4 separate regions of the Mus musculus genome follow, and regions 2, 3 and 4 are each linked to region 1. Evidence: chromatin contacts called from public HiChIP or PLAC-seq and promoter capture Hi-C data. All regions are on one chromosome and are shown on one strand. The core of a region is the stretch at or near the end of the contact, and the rest is flanking DNA. Distances in the headings are between cores, read along the strand shown.

Region 1 (3,136 bases), core at 282-2,781:
AACTTCCACAGCTTACTCGGCCTTCAGAGATTTGGCCTCCCTTGAGAGGTGCGCAGGCTCAGATGCTGGTGCCTCCCCAAAGCCCGGGGAACGCAGACCCCCAGGCGCCCCCGTGCGCTCCGACCTTCGGAGTTGAGTTTTAACGCGGCAGTCGGAGCTCACGGAGCCCGGCGGCGCACACCGGTGAGCGCATGTAATCTACGTGGGACGAGAGCCATTCCACGATTCTACCAGTCTTGAAGAGCTGGGGTGGCCTCCCTTGAACTGCCCAGCGCAATGAGAAAACTACTGGAATTGGAGGAAAAGAGACAAACTGAGCCTAGAAACTGAACCCCCGGAGCGAAGAGGACACCCTAGGCCCGCGCTTGCTCCTGCTCTCCTCAGTTCTGTCCACAGCGTCAACTCTCACTCTCCAGGCCTATGAAAGAGGCCAATATGGCAGGTGGCCCAAGGCCTAGCTTCCTATGCTAGGACCACAGGAGCTGACCAGAGGGTGACACCTTTAGAGCCATACAGTGGGAGACACCGGCAGGCACTAACACCCCGCAGGCTGCAAGCAGCTTCAGAGACCTTACCCGGCAGAGTTTGGGGTTGCCATTCTGCCAAAACGTAAGCTGGACTTCTTACTCCAGAGATCATTCAGGCACCTTCACAAAGGTGCCTGTGATCTTGCCATAGTCTCACAAATTTACCTTTCTCAATTGTCGCAGGAGGATCACAAACAGCCAATGTTCTTAACACACACACACACACACACACACACACACACACACACACCAGCCCCAGCCGCTCTTCTTTCCAAATTACCATTAATCGAGTTACCATCCCATTAACTTTGCCAACCTAAGGAATCAAGGAATAAAATCAAAACTCTGTGAAAGAATACTTACGAGAAAATTATATAACTCACCCCCACCCCAGAAAGTTCTCGTTATCCGCGTGGACAGAAACAGAAGGGAAGGGGGACTGGGATGGTAGGAAAGAAATAGGCTGGCAAACAGAAGGAAAAGTCCCCTGAGCGTGCCCGGTTCAGCTCAGGGTGCGCGGTGGTCCGAACCCGGTCTCCAGGCTGGGCCCCCGCCCCTGCGCAGGGCGCAGATCGGCTCCTGGCTCCCAGCTCTCCCAGCCCCACCATTTATCAAAAGGACTTGACAACAAAAGAAGAGCTCTGCGGAAAAGTGGGGGGAGGGGAAATTCAAAGTCTCCCAAGTCCCTCCGAGCAAGGGGGTGTGTCCTCTTCTCACCCCCTTCTACTTTCTACGAGTTTCTGGGAGTAACCCCGGAGCGGACGTTATGGAAGTCGCCCAGCGGCACAGGAGTGCATACGCACTGTGCACCCAGATCCAGGTACAAGTCAGCATGCACAGCGCCTCCCCTCTTCTTTCCAAACAGCCCGAGCGACGGCGCAAATCGAGGGGAACGCCGAAGTCCCGCTCCGCTTCCCTGGAAGAACCGGTTTCCACAGGCAGCCGCCCCTCCCTCTCGCGTTCCTTCCCTCTCCTCTCCCCGCATAGGTCAGTCCTGTCTGGATGGTCTACATCATGCCGTCCAGCAGCCCGATTAAGTCCCGGCTCCCAGGACTGTCGGGATGGCCAGCGGAGGGTAGTGGCGAAGGACCCGGGAGAGGAGGAGAGCGAGCCTGAGACCTGTTTGCCTATGCACATGGTCAGGCCTCTTCTCTTGAGCTATTCAACTCTCGCTACGAACACGGGTCACAGAATTAAGGAGGTTTATTCTACAAGTAACCTCCAGAACTCGGGCTATATTTGATGGCATGGCTCTTTGGAAAGAAATTCCCGAGTCTGGGGTGGGAACACTACCGAGGTCGACAACTGGACATCCTCAAGTTACATTCCCGGGAGGGATTATGCCAGAGAGGCGGGAAACCTCCGCGTTAGACGTCGCCTCCAGCGTCGTTCTTAGGTACTCAGCAGACCCGAACTGGGCGACCCGGATTGACCGAAGCACCCAAAGGTAGAAGGTGTGTCTGTCTCCACAACCCCAAGAGGGAGTGAGCACATCCCAGGCCGGTGCTCCAGACTAGGAGTCCTGGGTGCACCTGCGCACTTTACTCTCACTATTTCATTTTCCTGACTGTGGACGCCCCTTTCCCCTCTTTCTTTTTCTTACACACCCTCCACACACACAAACACACACACAGGTGCCAGGAGGCTGCTGCTCTTTCCCCCTCCTTCAGTTTCTTCTCGGTCTCTTCCTTCCTCTGTCTCACTCTAGGTCTCTCTTTTTCCCTTCAAGTCTCACCCGCCTTGTAATCAGCAACAAAAGCTGACATAAATCACGGGCAGATTGACAAGAGCTGACAAATAACTGATTGATTGCGGTCGAGGCACATTGACAATTGATGGAGGGGTGGAGATGCCCAGAGAAACAGGGGGTGCGGGGGGGGGGGAGAGTAGCAAGACGAAAGCAAGAATGGGGGGGGGGCTGAAGTGTGAAACAGGGGAAACATGTGACCCCCCGCTCAAGCCCCAATCTGAGCGTCCTTCGGTGTCACGTGACCGGGAAGGGCGGAGAGCCCGGCGCACGTCGCGAGGACGAGCAGCCACCGCCTCCGTTGCCCTTCTAGCTTCTGGTTTCTCTGCTGCTGAACCTCTGGAAATCCAAGCGGGCGGGCAGACTTTCTGCAGCATCGACTTTCCTTACCCGGGTGGCCGCGCCACGCAAAATCTTAATTTCTGAAAAGATTTTTTTTGTATACAGGCTCCCACTCATCCCTGGAGTTGACTGTTCAGCAGGTATCCACATTACCGCCTGCGTTTCTTCTCCCGAAGTCTGTTAACACTCCCTCCCTCCAAAGGTTTCAGTTTGTTTTCCTGCTGGGAAAACGAAGAACGACGAAGAGAAAAAAGAAGGAAGGCGGTAGATGACAAACGTAGAATAAATGTCCATCTCGTCCGGGTAGCGAAATCGAGGGAGGGGACAAGCCGAGGGGCGGCGAAGAGGGAGCTGCCCATTAAAACCAGCTCTGAGATTCCTGGCGGTGGCGGCGGCGCGGGACGCGTCACATCCCCTTGACCCTCCAATCACCTCGGGCTCCCATTTGATTGGAAGGCGGCAAAGGCTTTAATCTCCCCCTCGGTGCAGCTGCTTTTGAAGTGAGTTTCCTCGCCAGAGC
Region 2 (3,136 bases), core at 299-2,798, 1.5 Mb before region 1:
AATTTAAAAAATTTCCATCACTCTGGCCCGTACAATCCATACACACAGGTCTCCTTCATTCTCTTGGCTTTGTCCATTTGTCAACTCTTCCAAGATGGTATTTTTTCTTGTTTATTTCTCTTTTCCTTCATTAAATGGAGGTACTGGGAAGCCAGAGCTACTTGCAGGGACCTTTGTAAATACATCTTGAATGCATTGATGTATGAATGTATGGATGTATGGATGGATGAATGAATGAATGAATGAATGAATGAATGGATTTCAGCTTAGCCTAGCCAGTCTGTGTTTTAGATAGCTGGGTGTGGGGCCCAGACTAACAGGGACTTACAATTTGGTATGATTTGGGTTCTGAAATGTCTTCCTCTGCTACTGTATGTGGTTCATTGGCCCAATTAAAGAGCTTCCTCTCAGCGTAGAAGCTTGAGATGCAAAGCTTTCTAATCTTGGCAAGGCTTGCAAAGAAGCTGCTTAGATTTGGTTAGAAACCATCTTGACTGCCAGAAAATATAGTCACTGTGTTGTTTAAATTCACAAATCAAAATAAACACCCTGAAATTGCAGTACATTTACTAAATCTCAGTATCCCATTTGGGCCAACACCATCATGTATCCTTTTTTCTTTTCCTTCCTACTTTAGTCTCTCTAGATCAGAGGCCTCGCCACAAGATGTTGCCCCCTCCAGCATCACCATCTCTGCCCACGATCTCTCATACCCAACTTAAAGTTGAATAGCTTCCATGCAAACTATTTCAAGTAAAGAGAGAAGGAAGCCATGAGCTATTAACAGGGATTCCATTCCCCTATGGCCTTGGTAATTTCTAGAACATTGAATTAAAGAGTTCTCAGACCTTTACAAATTCTCAAGGCAAACATTATTAGCAAAGAGAAGGCCGTGCAGCATGTAAGAAGATTGCCAGAAAATGTCACTGGAACTTCTGAATAAAATCAAGAAGATTCAGCTCGCTCTCCATCTTCCTCTACCCCCTCCCTCTAACACGATTAGAAAGTTATTTCATGTGTCTTATGTGCTCGGTCAGTCAAAGGCAAACCTACATGATTGATGGTGACAGGGAACACATTTAACTCATTACTCTTTACTTTGCAGCAAAATGATTTGTGTAAACTGTCTGCCTAGCATTAAAGGTAAAACAAACTTAGAAACCCCAAAATGTTATATTTTCATCTAATATTTTCCTTTTGGTTTTATAGCTGTAATCGCATATGGATTCTTTTATTTAGCTCTTGGCATCGACGGAACAAAGGGGAAGGCAGGGCAGAAAGATTACATAACACACACTGAGTCCATGCTCAGAGAGTGTGGAGCCACAAAAGCCACAACAGTCAAGACTTAATGTGACAACCCAGGAGAAACTGTGGCTCTCTCTGGCCCCTATCATCTGCCAGGATGTTGTCACTGATATGAAATGAAGACTGTCTCCTTGATCAAGCCTGTTGATATTAAACTGGGCCTTTTCAGAAACTATTAACAGATTGCATATGTTCCTATGTGCACCTAGACACCACAGGCTTCACCTGGCTTCCATGTTCTTCCAGCTGCCTCCTCCTCTCCTCCTCTTCCTGTTCTTTCTCCTCCTCCTCCTTCCACATCACTGTAATAATTCAAGCAAGAAACACAGAATATAACTTCAGATTCACTTAACTCTGCTGCTTAGTAGTACAGCCATACCATGCAAAGCAGTGAGGAAGAGTTTCAAACTTTCCGGCAACTACTCTGCTTGCAGGAGTACAGACCCAGGAGTTGCCATTGAATCAATATGATGGGTATTTTGTCTTGGACTTTAGATTATGTGAATCCGCTCAGTTTTCATAGCCCTTTTGGGGTTGTAAGTTTTACATTTTTTTCTTTAATTATCTATTTTCTTTCTTTTTTGGTTTTTAAATATGTTTGTGTGTGCATCTGATGGTCTGTGTTTTTAACTACATGCATACAGTGCCTGCAGAGGCTAGTTAGACAAAGGAGGGTATTAGATCTCCTGGAGTTGGCCTTACAAGTAGTTGTGAACTTCCCAATATGGGTGCTAGAAATGGCCCTTTGCAAGAGCATCGAGTGCTTTTAAACTCTGAGCAAGCCATCCCTCTAGGCAAGGCAAACATTTTTATTGAAATTAATTTTTATTTGACCAGAGAATAAGTATGCTTTTTTTAATGCACCTGGAAATTTTCATAAGGGCAAAGAAGCTACGATCTCTGACCAAAACAAAATGAATGGCATCTGTCATTCTTTGAGAGCAAGAAGTTACTAAAGATTCTTATTTTGGCCTGTCCAGGTGGTTGGGGATTGGTAGAGCCAGTTTACCACACGATGCTAGCTCATGGCTCTATCTACTGGTATATACTGCTTTCTCAACTTCAAACACTTCAAACTTTCATATACATTGATATCAATAGCTTCTAAAAACAGAACCTACTTTGTAATCTTTGCAAAGGTAGTACCCTAGATTTTCTATCAACTTGGTCAAAGTATTGCAGTATAAAAACTGAAATAGTTTTCCAAGCCAGAGAGACAGTATAGCATTTAAGAGAACATGCTGCTCTTACAGAGGACGTGGATTCAGTTTCTAGCACCTATATGAGGCAGCTCAGAACTTGTCTGTACCTCCAGTATCAGGGTATCAGATACCCTCTGTGGGCACTACACTTGGATGTGTATGTACAGGCTGGCATGCATGCACCCACACACATACACACATAAATACAACTTCAAAATAAGGTAGGAAACTCCTGTTCTTCCCCCTTTTCTATGTGATCCTTAGTGTGAAAATGACCCAGGAATGTATGTTTTCTGAGATTATGACACCTTCTCATATCAAATGATTTTCTGCTTAAGTCAAGTGCTTTAACCAAATACAGAAGGAGTTTGGTAATATGCTTTTTTAGAGGGTGAGGTGAAAGGAAGATTAAATAGCCCAGTCTTGACCATCTAAAGGGAGGGTGAGGGCATCAGAGTGCAGTAGAGGAGGTTTCCAGCACATTGAAGATGTCAGAGAAGGGGAAGCCAGAGCCAGAGGGCTAAGTAGTGTAACAAAAGCAAAAAGAGTATTTTCTAGAAGAAAATATACATCCAACCTTAATCCTCTCCAACCTCTTGTGATCATAGAAAAAATGAATTCAAGTG
Region 3 (3,136 bases), core at 273-2,772, 1.1 Mb before region 1:
ATGCCTCTTTATTTCTTTACAGATACACCACATAGTGCTAATTCAGAATGGCATTGGTACCAAGAAGGGAGGTCGACTTGGGATTGACGAATTTCTCTCCTGTGCCTACCCGTAACCTGCTCCTCAGCCTCCTCTCCGTGGACTCCCATCACCCTCAGCTCCATCCATCACAGCTGCAGCTCAGCCCGCTGATGTATTACACTAACATATCATTAGTGCAACGGCAGAGCAAGGAGCTCTGATGATGTATTGGGGCCATACATCATCAGAATGAGTCACTCTGATGATGTATAACTCAAAAGATGGTACTATCCAGGGAAATGTGGACATAGCATAAATCAGGGCCAATGTTAAAGAAGAAAACCCAGGACAGCCTTGGGAGAAAAATAAAGGTTCAGGGGTCTCCCGCAGTAGGGGTTGAGAGACAAAACTAGTAAATTCTTAACGGCTCAGATGGAAGCTTTCTGTTAGCAGAGGGTTTCTTAATGACCAAACCAGACCATCAGCATTCCCAGGTGGCACTTGCATTTCCCTCCCATCTGGAAGTCAGCTTGGCTTCTGCGTTCCTGCAAAGCCCCCTTGTCTTGATGGAGATCCAGTGTCCGTCAGATCAAAAGGAGAATATTGTGGGTCTGTGCTTCATCAGAATCCTCATGGATCTCCCATCTATAAGGTGGATTGGAAGGGCTTTGCTAACCACAATGGTTCAAACTGGCCTTCTTTCAGAGTCCTTGCCTTTAGCCACTGATAAATGAAATGAGTGGAGACTTGACAGTCTAGTATAACAAGCAAACCAGGGCAGCCCTAGATCCTAGAAGTTATACATTTTTAGTATACAGCGAAATAGTTTTACCTGTAAGTAAAAACAAAAACAAAAACATCTTTGCTTTGCTTTTCTCTATATAGCAAGAGAAAGAGAAAGAGTCAGTATATTGTTTCTCTAAAGCACAGATTAGATTTTCATGCTATCCACTATTAGATTGGACCAGAAATGATGACAATTGAGGTTGGGACTAAAATCCAACATATTTCAAGCTTTATTTCATCCACAGGGAGGAACACTATAGAAATACTGTCAGCCCTGCCTTCTCATCCTTGGGTTGAGGAATGCATAGCCAAGAGCATCAACCTCTTTGTAACCTTAAAAAGTGGTAGATAAAGAAGCCTTAGAAGAGGGAGTTGAGAGCCATAGGGCAGAGAGGGAGGTAAGACCACACGCAGGCACACTGGGGAAAAATTAACATTTGGGTTTAATGCTTTATTTAATGTCAAACTGTCAGCTTGAGATCTGAGGCCCATGCATACGGATTCTGTCCTTCGACCCATACAAAATAAAATCAAAATCAAAGCCTAGGTGCTTCAGGACTGGAGAATATCAGAGCTCAGCCCTTGGCATCTGGGATCCATTATAGACAAGAAGTCTTCCTCTGTGGGTTCCTTTCCCTGGTCCCCACCCACACTCCAGCAAGGGAGGGGCCAGACAGTGAAGACTTCCTTTGCCAGTGCTGGTGCTGTTGCTGTGACTCATTGCCTTTGTTTATTGCAAGCTCTACAGCGGACTTTGTACTTTAGCTGAGCCCAATCAGAGGGCCCTCCTGGCAGGGTACGAAAGGGCCAGAGTCCTCCATAAGGCACACTGGCACCCTGTCCCTCTCTATGAGGAGTTGAGGGGGAAGTGCTTCACCACCCGAGCAGCAGTTAAGAGAACAAAATGCATTTTTTTTTTATTGTTCACAAATACTTACACCTTCAAAGGCTTTTAAAAGTTGAAACAAAACAGATCTTGCCTCTGTTCTTTATTTATTTTTTGGTGGGGTCTAGGCAGGAGAGGAGAATGAAAGAAAGGAGAAAGCCAGCACATTCCTTGGGTGGTGTTTATAAATGAACAAGACCTGAGAGGGATCCCATAATGCCTTGCGGTTGTCACCTACATCTGCCTGTATGATCTCCCTCTGGCTGTGCTGTGCAGAAGTGTCAGGTCTGGGACATAAGTCATTACAGACCATGGCTGTATGAAAAGGAAGTGGCTACAGACAAGTTCCTACAGGCTAATACAACTCAGTGGTCAACCATAAGAAAACAGACAACTGTGGAGAATATGCCAGAATTATACCAACTAGCACCAATCAACTTAATTGAAAGAAATCTTGGGTCAAGCTGCATAGAGGAACAACCATGCAAAGATCTTGGAGATTTGGCCCACTAGGCTTGCAGCTGAGGTGCATTCTCTGGGTTTGATTTGTTAGACCTGCCAGGCTGCAGAGGCAGCCACAGGTTCCGTGCTCACCCCATCAGTCATCTTTCAGCACGTGGCATATATGGTAACCATTCAATATTTTTAACACCATGGTGTTTTTCTGCATCCTGTGTTCAGGTGAGGAAACTGAGGCTGGCACTGATGCTGTGTCTCCTGCAGGCTTATAACCAGGAAGTAGCAGATTGGATTTTAACTCAGTTTCCTTTGGCATCTAAGACCACAGTTTAGTGTAACATGCATGGAGGCCTTAGATGTCTCCACTACTTTGCTTTCCTAGCATACAAGGTAATGATATGTTCATACATATACATCATTACACTATGCTCATACTTACTACTCTGTCTTCAACACCCCAATAGATTCACCCCCTCCTTTCAAATAGCACACACACACACACACACACACACACACACACACACCTTCCACATATGAGAAATAAATGCAGTCTTTCTTCGCTTGCTCATTTGCCAAATGCTTGTTCTAGGGGAAAAGTCCAAGTTTTCCAGAGACCACATCTAAACAAACAAACAAACAAACAAAGGAAGTTTGGAATGATAATTACTTCATTATTTTCTTTTAATACTGCTTTTAGAGTTGGTTTTCTAAATCTATGGATGTAATGAACCATGGGTTGAACATATTTGGAAAAGGAGTTGTGAGTTGTGTCTCTACTGTATACTTATTGCCTTTTTTATCCGTTTTATTTTTATTTTATTTTATTGCTATGTTGTTTGCCTAGGTTATAGGCTAACACTAAGGTAGTCTGCATATCTGAGACTTGAAAACTCATGGATGGTAATATCCATAAAGGGGGGGGGTTAGAACAAGCTCTCCTTGGATATAAAATGATGAATGTTTTTTGTTTAGTTTTGCCTTTTG
Region 4 (3,136 bases), core at 244-2,743, 1.0 Mb before region 1:
ACATACTAGATTGCTTTGTTCTCATATATCAGCACTTTTAGATTAATTCAAACTGAAATGTCTAAAACAAAAGTAGAGTGTTCGGCACTTAGAAAAACATGCAGAAACGTAACGGCTCTGTCTAGTGATGGATGAATGTATAAGAGGCATCATATCCATGCAGTGGACTGCTCATCTCTAAGAATAAATGGGACAGTCATTCATACACTGTAACATGGATGGATGTTGAGAATGTCGCACTGAGTAAAAGATGCCAGTCATCTGAGACCACATTGAATGCTGCCATTTATGTGAGCTATTTAAAACAGACAATGAAGATGTGAGCAGTTGATACACTGGGGATTGAGGTACATGGAGAGGCTCATGGAAATGGGCTTTCTTATGGGCTGTGGTGTTAAAAATGTTCAAAGATGAGAAAATCCTGACACTTTTACAGCTCTGTTAAACATTCTGTCTGCTACTGAGCTGTTTCACTCTCAATGAGTGAATTTACTTGGACAAAAGTTACTTCTCAACAAACCTTTTTCTACAAAGAGAAATGGAAGAGTGATGCTTGGTGGGCTGTTAATGGCATCTTCCAGTCATCTGTGAGAAAGATGAGGACATGATGCTCCATGCATATGCTAATGCTGCTTCTTACTCTCCCCATTGGAGCACACAGCCTTTCAACAACTATTTCAGAGCCATCCAATTGGCTGCGTGTAGGGAACAACTTAGTTAATAGCTCACTATTTTTCTACTCACTGGAGAACCAGTCTCCCTAATCCCTAACCGAAGAAAGGCCAAGAGTTAGAAGAGGGCCATTTTTTGCTACAGGTTCTGATGAAGAAAACAACAACAGCAACAAATTAATTAATTAATTAATTAATTAAACAAGGATAAACTCTGACCCAGGAAGAAAAAGATATCCACTTATTTCCCCATTAAAACTCTTACAGGATTGTTGTTCTTGTTGTTGCTGTTGTTTTATCCTTCTATTTAAGAAAGTATTGTAACCAGTGTTATTATTAATTTTACTTTGCAAAGATTTACGTTACTAACATACATCTTTCTTCAACCTTGAGCACATGAAGAAGTTTTACAGGTGTGGAGGGGTAAATCCTTGGCCAGCTGACAAAAGCAGAGGACAACTGAAAGCAAACTCTAAAAGGCTCCATGTGCCAGGCAGGGGAGTCTTACCACAGGTGGCACCTGAACCTGGCTTGTGTTCTGTCACTTGACTCTTGAGGTCTACTCTGTCGGCACGTTTAATTTTTCAGCTGAACTGAAGGCTGAAGTTGAAGAAACCCCACCATTGCTGAGATCACAGCAGAGTCTCAGAGGACCTAGAGCTGCCACTCATGTAAGGAGCCCCTGAACACTGTATTTGACTGGAATTTATGAGCCGCCTTTGACGTTTGCTGATGCTGGTTGCAACCCCATGGCCTTGATTATTGTGAATGAAGCAAAGCCAAAGAAAACAGTGCTGAAGGCTGAGCCCAGGCCGAGTTATTCCTGGGGAGTCACACCCCAAGTTCACAACAGTGGTTCTGACTTACAAGACCTTTAAGCAGATTCTAGGAAATGCATAAATGCCCATGCAGGTCCCCCCGGGAGAAAAACTGGGGTGTTTTGGGAGAGGAAGGAAATGGGAGAAGGGGGAAAGGTGGCTCTCTGAAACTGCATTCTTAAATAATTTGTTCTGAATGCCCTCTAGTCATACACGTGAGAAATGACATGAAGGCCAAAGGGCTACAGTGCAGAGATAAAACAAGTTGAAGGTATTTAAAAGACTTGCCAAGCAAAAGTGCTCATCTGATAAAAATTTAGGCAGGAGGGATGCCAAAACCCAGGAGAGCCACGGCTGAGATGTGATGAGGTGATTGCTGCTCCAGCTGTCAGACTTGTCAATGATGTCAAGATGCCAGATTTTAACTCAAATGCGGTGTCAGCCTGAGAGCTGCCTCTACTTCCCTGCATGGTTTTCATTAAGAAAGCATGGAAACTTACGTCCAAGAATAGACATCCTATGTGGGGCCAGTTCAAGATGAAAGTATGTTGGTTTGTTTGTCTCTTCTACAAAATACAGACAAGGTAAAAAGACAATAATACAGATTAGCACCTCCTATTGCCACCTCGATGGGGTCAGCGGTGCTACCCTGGGATCTGCAGTGTGTGTATATTAGAAAACGTGATACAGGGAGACAGGAATTAAGTTAAGAAGGAAAGAATTTTTCACATCAGTTTTGAAGGTGCTCACATGGAAACAATGGCATAAGTTGGAGATCAACTTCCTCTCCTCCATATTTTGCAATATGAAGGCAGGTCATGACACAGTATTCAGTGTGTCATGAATACTGGTCTTCTAGTCCTAAGTGGATGGGGAAAACTCACACTGTGAGCCAGAACTGCTTCAGTCCTATTGCTTTAAAAAATTTGAGAAACATATAGGAAGAAAAGTAAGTGATATTCTAAAAGTAACAAACAAAGAAACAAACAAGGGCCATGAACGGGCATTTCCTGATAAAGAGGGTATCAAGGAGGCAGGTGATAGAAAAGACATTTTAAGGCCACCAACATAATTCTCATTAAATGTTTATTTATTTTCTTTCAAAACAGTAAGTCTCATATTAATTTGTTCATAACAAATTTGTTATGTAACCAGAAACCCACACAGCACCCCAACACTGGCATCTAATTCAACAGTAGTATAGATGTCGTTTTAGGACAGCATGAGAAGACACTATTACAATATCAAAGCCTTTCTACTCTCTCTGCCTTCCCCGTTTCAGTATGCTCTCACTTCCAGATGTAACATAATACATTCAGGTACTTGAAAAAAATGGCTTCTTTCCCATATGCAGATGCATCTGGGTCTGACAAATATTTAGATATCAAGAGCAATAAATAAGCATGAGAGCCAGGGGATTTGTCAAAGTTCTTCTGAGTTCCTTGCAATGATGGCGGCTTGTCTTCTATGCCTTGTTCTTCCAAGTACATAGTAGAGTTTGTGTTTGGGATGGAACAGTTAAGGTTCAGAAAGTCACTGAGTCAAAACAGATTTTTATGATATTTTCAATTCCAATCAAGACAGTATAGTAGGACTCACATTTATTCTCATCCCACATGAGATGATTCAAACAGTGGACAAAATACA

The links. Promoter capture Hi-C pulls out the DNA fragments that hold promoters and counts their contacts. HiChIP or PLAC-seq counts read pairs in DNA pulled down with a chosen protein or histone mark.
Region 2: a promoter capture Hi-C map of maxillary cranial neural crest shows a contact between it and region 1, with 16 times the contacts expected there. The contact joins the enhancer-like site here to the promoter of A330001L22Rik in region 1. A contact is called at or near these places in 6 of 39 promoter capture datasets (the 3T3-L1 cell line, the C10 cell line, cranial neural crest and 3 more) and 5 of 115 datasets of contacts at active chromatin or transcription factors (astrocytes, embryonic forebrain, embryonic stem cells and 2 more).
Region 3: a contact with region 1 is called in an H3K27ac HiChIP or PLAC-seq map of the NIH/3T3 cell line, with 17 times the contacts expected there. The contact joins the enhancer-like site here to the promoter of A330001L22Rik in region 1. A contact is called at or near these places in 8 of 39 promoter capture datasets (the 3T3-L1 cell line, the SN4741 cell line, cranial neural crest and 3 more), 7 of 115 datasets of contacts at active chromatin or transcription factors (the NIH/3T3 cell line, astrocytes, embryonic hindbrain and 4 more) and 1 of 9 other capture datasets (embryonic tail).
Region 4: a contact with region 1 is called in an H3K4me3 HiChIP or PLAC-seq map of embryonic limb bud, with 9 times the contacts expected there. The contact joins the enhancer-like site here to the promoter of A330001L22Rik in region 1. A contact is called at or near these places in 2 of 39 promoter capture datasets (cranial neural crest and hippocampal neurons), 6 of 115 datasets of contacts at active chromatin or transcription factors (the NIH/3T3 cell line, embryonic forebrain, embryonic hindbrain and 3 more) and 1 of 9 other capture datasets (embryonic trunk).

Annotation. Positions count from the first base shown.
Region 1 is chr14:21,987,870-21,991,005 of GRCm38.p6, reverse strand. A330001L22Rik (a long non-coding RNA gene) reads right to left here and starts at 1,531. Exons shown (of 2, transcript XR_001781181.2): 1 at 1-1,531. Zfp503 (zinc finger protein 503) reads left to right here and starts at 1,405. Exons shown (of 3, transcript NM_145459.3): 1 at 1,405-1,981; 2 at 2,722-3,136.
Region 2 is chr14:23,484,198-23,487,333 of GRCm38.p6, reverse strand. All of the region lies in intron 14 of Kcnma1 (potassium large conductance calcium-activated channel, subfamily M, alpha member 1), which reads left to right. Among named protein-coding and RNA genes, the nearest start is that of 5430425E15Rik, 25 kb to the left of the region's middle. Within about 2 kb of position 1,548, at least 3 of the 459 cell types and tissues checked have an H3K27ac peak or open chromatin away from gene starts, as enhancers often do.
Region 3 is chr14:23,113,472-23,116,607 of GRCm38.p6, reverse strand. No RefSeq gene overlaps it. Among named protein-coding and RNA genes, the nearest start is that of Gm10248, 20 kb to the right of the region's middle. Within about 2 kb of position 1,522, at least 52 of the 459 cell types and tissues checked have an H3K27ac peak or open chromatin away from gene starts, as enhancers often do. A contact at or near this core is called in the NIH/3T3 cell line, the SN4741 cell line and fibro-adipogenic progenitors, where this site is marked.
Region 4 is chr14:22,994,063-22,997,198 of GRCm38.p6, reverse strand. All of the region lies in intron 6 of Lrmda (leucine rich melanocyte differentiation associated), which reads right to left. Among named protein-coding and RNA genes, the nearest start is that of Gm30783, 63 kb to the right of the region's middle. Within about 2 kb of position 1,493, at least 5 of the 459 cell types and tissues checked have an H3K27ac peak or open chromatin away from gene starts, as enhancers often do. A contact at or near this core is called in embryonic limb bud, where this site is marked.